Regions from separate parts of the Mus musculus genome. Here region 1 is linked to region 2. Evidence: chromatin contacts called from public HiCAR-type data. All regions are on one chromosome and are shown on one strand. Each heading gives the region's core, a stretch centred on a gene start, on an enhancer-like site or on the middle of the called end of the contact. The rest is flanking DNA. Distances are from core to core; before and after follow the strand shown.

Region 1 (2,700 bases), core at 180-2,679, 2.9 Mb after region 2:
CTGCTCTCTAGTTTTCTGTGGTGGTTCCCCTTAGCTGCTCTCCCTCAATTTAGCTCCGTTCTTAAAGTCCAGATTAAGTTCCCCTCCTCCATTGGTATGCCTTTGCTGCTGTACTGGCTAAACCTTTTGGTCCCAGGTTTCAGATTGTTCCTGGAGGGCTAGCTTTCTCCCTCAGGCTCCATGTTTGACTCCTTGAGGACAGGGATTTGGGTTTCTGCTCTCGTTTTCCATGGAGTTAGAGAGATGCCATTCAGTGCGTACGTGCAAGGCATATTTGAAGACATCCATCACAGCTATTCATTTAGTAAATGAGATAATGAAAACTCAAATAGTAGCCAAAGGTAAATCATTAATTAATTCCCTCATTCATCACACCTGTACCAAAGCCTCAGGGGCTGGGGAACCTGGGATTGCAGCTTGCCCGGAGAAGCCAGACGAGCCTCTTCTCTCCATTTTGAGGAGATCCTTAAAGTAAATAAAGGTCCATATAGGATCTCAGACAAAATTAACCCTGTATGTGTTACTGAATGTATTAGTAACCTTATATAGCACCAAAGAGAACGATAGCAAAAAACCCTTTAAAACCCACATTACAAGATGCTATTCTGCTCGTGAATTCTGCAAGGTTTCCTTGCAAATAATTGAACTTAGAATGTTTTAGTTTGCAGGAAAGAAATCGCTACGAGGATACACCTTCGCCAAGCTGTTGTGTGTTTAAAGAAATGGTTTATCAATTAGGTGGTTTTACCGTAAAACTTTTAACGCTGGGGTTGCCAAGTTCACAAAATATCAGGGCAAAAATCTTGTTTCTCACGAAAACGCGAGTATTTGAGTTTTCCGGGGGGATCTTTGAGGCTGTGCTGTCGCAGCACACCTTTGAAAGTCTCTTCACAGCTGTGGGAACCCGGCGGAGCCGATTCACTGCCCACACCATTTCTCGGTTGCTGTGTAGCTGGGGGAGCTGGCAGGGCGACGTTCCCTCTCTCTCCACCTTCTTTCATTGCCTGGGTCGCCCGGAGAGAATCTGGGAGCAAGGCTGCGAGGAGGGGGAGGGGCCGGCAGCTTCGCGTCTGTCACTCTTCCTCGCGCGTTTCGGAAAGTTCTGGGTCTGAAGTTGGGGGAGCCCAAGAGGCTTCATCCCCAAGTCTGCACAGTGGAGAGTGCACACAGCAGAACCCTGCCCTGGCGCCCTCGACCCCAGCGCGGGGCCAAAAGAAGAGTGAGGAGCCCGACCCAAGGCACCGGTTGTCATGGCAACCGGGGCGCAGGTCTCCCCAGAGACTCGGTCCCAAGGGAGGAGGCGGGGTGGGGCTCCTGGCGGACCAATGGGGAGAAGCGGAGTGCAGGGTCCCGGACCTGCGGTCCTGTCCGCGCGCGGGCGGGGTTGACTGACAGGGCAAGGGGCGGGGCCGATGCGTCGGGCCGAGGAGGAGCTGCGCGCCGTGAGGAGCTGGGCCGGGCGCGCCGCGGCGAGGGTGACACACCATGGTCACAGTTCTCCGAGGTCTCCGCGCCGCTGCCGAGCAGCGCTCCCCGGCTCTCCCGTCCGCCTCAGCCTCCTGGACAGCGCCGCGCGCGGGCGGCCGTCGTTGAGGCGCTGCGAAGTCGCGGCGGGCGGGCGGGAGCTCGGCGGGGGTCGCCGCCCGGCGATGCTGCTTCTGTCGCCGCCGACCCTCTCTGCGCACGCCCGAAGCAGCTCGGGGAAGAAGAGGCGGCGGCTCTCGGTGCCCGCGCGCTGCGCTCCGGTCGCCGCACCGGGGCTCCCCACGCGCCGGTAAGAAGCACGCGTGGCCGGACCCGGGGGGTGGGATGTGCGGGCCTCTGGGACGTCTCTTCGGCTCCCCTCGGTTCGGATGGTGGCATCCCTGGTGCGCCGAGGGCGGGGAGCGCGAGCTGCTTGCAGTTTAATCCTGGCTGAGACCCCCGAGTGGGAGGGAGCGACGGGCTGTGGGCCACAGCGAGTGACGCTGCCCCGTGGAGCTGGTGCGGACAGCCTTGCGCCGAGCGCGCGGTGGGAAGGGCTCCCGGAGTCTGTTTCTAATTTCTGTAAATGATTGTGGACATGGTGTGGTTAGAAGCCGCCCAGAAGAATGTGTCTGTGTAAGGGCTCCGAGAAGGGGGTAGGGACGGGGACAGGCTCTAGTAAAGTTTGCTTCTCTCTGCTGCAGGCCAGCCTTTCTTTTCTCCACTTTGCTCGATAACGTGAGCGCCGAGAGCTGCAAAGTTAAAAGTTAAGCCAAAGTCAAGGAACTTTGGAAATTTAATTTCCTTCTGTTGTGTATTGGAGAAGCGAGGATGGGGAGACATGGGAGCGAGTCACAGAGTGCAGGTTTCTTTCCCTGTGTAAGATCGACACCTCCCCGTATTTGCGACTAATCTTTTAGACAACCTTCTGTCATTTTCGCTTAATTGCATCTTTGAAATAACAAACGCGGTGACTTCATAGGTAGCTGCCTGGAGCTGAGTTTACCTTTCCGAAAATGGGGCAATCGGGTTTGTTTTCTAGGCGGGACATACAGAAAATGTGGGACACCTGATATGTGGGTTGAAGGACGCTGCTAACTAATTAGGAAGATTTAAAAAGGTCTGTCTAGAGAGCTTATTAAAGGACGGGAAGAAAAAAAGTACCTGTATTATGAAACAGGCGTTGGTATTTTCCCAAGTTCTTGAACCGGGTTGGCAGGGTCGGGGTCAAAACCT
Region 2 (2,700 bases), core at 124-2,623:
AATTTAAATTACTGATTCAACTCTATTATCATTCATAACCATCAACTTCTAACATATAGAAAATCCAGCTCTTCGCTAGAACCCTTTGCCAACTGACTTTAGGATCTAAGTTTCCAAATTAAAAACCATCTGCTGCTGATAACACTTGTTCAATGCAGAGGGGGGAAAAAAACAGCTTGCTTTAGAACAAGATTCCGGAACAACCTATCCATCTCCCACCCCCTTCCAGTTCCTCTCATGGTGTAGTCTAATAAGCACCCAAGAGGGAATAGAAGTAATTAATCATGTAAGGAATTAAGAACATATAAGCTGCAAGGCTTAATAGGACCAGCATCCTCCAAAAGTTAGCTGTTTGACTTCAGAAAGCCTTACTAATTGCCAGTTCAAAAGCTTTATTCTTTATCATTCAGTCATACTATAAGCTCTTAAAGACCTAACAGAAACCAGCAAGCTGAATCTCAGGGTTGTGGACAAGGCTAATCTACTGTCTTAAGTTTCCCTAAGAATAAGGAAGAAGCAGAAGCCATTTCATTTCCCTACCTTGTTTGAATGACACCTCCATATAAAAGTCAGCAGGCTCAGGCTTAGTCAAGGGCTGTCTCCCACCCACTCCCGGCGCGTTTCTACCGAGAGCCCGCTAGAGGCTGAGCGTGGAAGGGGTTCCCAGTTTCTCCATCTTTCAACTTTATTCCCCACCAACAGCCGGGTCCACCGGCACTCGGATGGTTGTTTACCGTTGCTTGACCAGGCTGAGTCCCAGCCCGCTCCCTTCCCCCGTGCACCGCGGGGACACTATGACATTTGGCTGGTGGGCTTCGCGAGGGAAACGGACACACACCCAGAAGAGTCCATACAAAGGGGCGTAGGAAGAACGCGGCGCCGGGCAGCAGCGAAAGGAGGCGCTGGTACGAAATGACACAGCAGCAAAACAGGTTCCCAGAAGCCCGGGGCCGGCAGCCGCTTCCCGGGCCGCGCCGAGAGCCTGTCAACAGCCGCCCAGCCCTTCCTCCCGAGCGCGGGGCGGGCGGCGCCGGCCCGCCGACTGACAGCCGCGCTCTCCGGCGCCCGCCGCTCGCGCCGCGCCCCGACAACCCTCGGTCCGCCGCGGCCCACCGGCCCACCGCCCGGCTGCCCGGAGCCGCCGCCGCGCTCTCCGCCCGCGCGCCGCTCGCCCCGAGCGCGGGCCCGGCGCCGGTCCCCGCCGCTCAGCCCGGGTCTCCGGAGCTGACACTCACCCGAGCCGGCGGCGCCGCCTCCTTCTCGCGCCGCGCTCCCCGGGCTCCCAGCAGCCGCGGCGGCGGCGCCTCCGAAACACAGACCCGGGTTTGTTCAAAATCACGCCCAGCGCCATTCCACCGCCGCATCCCATAATACGCCGGGCCGCCCCGCCCCGCCCGCGCGCCGCCCCGCCCCCGCCGGCGGCCCGAGCCCCGCCCCTTCCGCGCCCCTGCTCCGCCCCCTGGCAACCCGAGTCGCGTCTTTGCGCAGGGCTGGGGGAGCGCTCTGGGGTTCCACGTGACTGCTCCTGGGGCCTCCGTCAAAGGGAAGGCGGGGAACTCCAAGTGGGTTCGTGCTTCTGGCTTTGTGACTAAACCTCGGTCAGTGCGGTTTCCAGCGCGCCCCCGCTTGGTGATGCGCCTGAGTGAAGAGAGAGTCCGCATCCTTTCTCAAATGTTAATAAATCTGTTGGGGTTTAGACGTGAACGTTGCAAGGGGCTCCTAAAAGCTCCTGAGAGAGCACGCAGAGTTACCTTGAAAGGGAGTTTTTGATAATTTGTCTTGCAACACACCTTATACTGATACATATGGATTCTTTGCATTCAGTCATCTCATTTCCTGGGATATTTATAAATCCAAGAAATAAAAAATATATATTAAATTTTAAAAAGGCCTTACAACGTGAAACTACCTGGGGAACCACACGAAGGAGGCGGGAGATAAGTTAAAGGTATCGCTTTCCAACCAAGTATTCCTGGGGGTACTGTGGGGGCATCACTAGAAGAAAAAAGGCAGAGAGACTGAGGCCCCAAATTTAGATAACCCCCACCTCCACACCTCACCTTGGTAGAAAAATTCTGAGTTCCTTCCACCAAGCTGACACAGTTCTGATACCACTACTACAAAACAGGACCTAAGGAATAAGGGCAACATTTCCGGGTTTACTGTGGATTTTTTACAACGACTAAAATGACTAGTACAATCTTATCAGTGTCAGCAATCTGGTCAAAACAACTCACACCATGACATAGCGTTTAATGTATGTGGAGAATGACAGTTTTACATTAGTGAATATAAGAACTGTGGTATCCAGTGATGCATTATATAACACTCAACAACTGTGCTGAATATTATAATTCTTAGAAGGAACTGGACAGATGTCTCCGTGCTTAGGACCATGGTTAGGACCCGGTACCGTTCCTATAAAGGACCTAAGTTCAGCTCCCAGCACCCACACCAGGTGACTTACAAGGCCTGTAACTCCAGTTTCAGGGAATCCAACATCCTCTTCACGACTCTGAGGGCACAAACAAATACACAGATATGCATGAAAATAAAATCTTAAAAATAAATACAATTCATATAAAATCAAGAATAAAATAAAGCTTTTAGCTGGGCAGGGTGGCCCACCTCCATATTCTAGCTTTTTAAAGGCTGAAGCAAGAAGAAGATTGGGAGTTTGAGCCCAGCACTCAGCCTGCA

Evidence for each region. HiCAR-type assays count read pairs that join an accessible place to other places.
Region 1: a contact with region 2 is called in a HiCAR-type map of astrocytes, with 4 times the contacts expected there. The contact joins the promoter of Ptpn13 here to the promoter of Lin54 in region 2. A contact is called at or near these places in 1 of 39 promoter capture datasets (cranial neural crest) and 1 of 115 datasets of contacts at active chromatin or transcription factors (astrocytes).

The regions. Positions count from the first base shown.
Region 1 is chr5:103,423,763-103,426,462 of GRCm38.p6, forward strand. Ptpn13 (protein tyrosine phosphatase, non-receptor type 13) reads left to right here and starts at 1,430. Exons shown (of 48, transcript NM_011204.2): 1 at 1,430-1,774.
Region 2 is chr5:100,499,266-100,501,965 of GRCm38.p6, forward strand. It overlaps Lin54 (lin-54 homolog (C. elegans)), which reads right to left and starts at 1,374. Exons shown (of 13, transcript NM_172714.4): 1 at 1,236-1,374.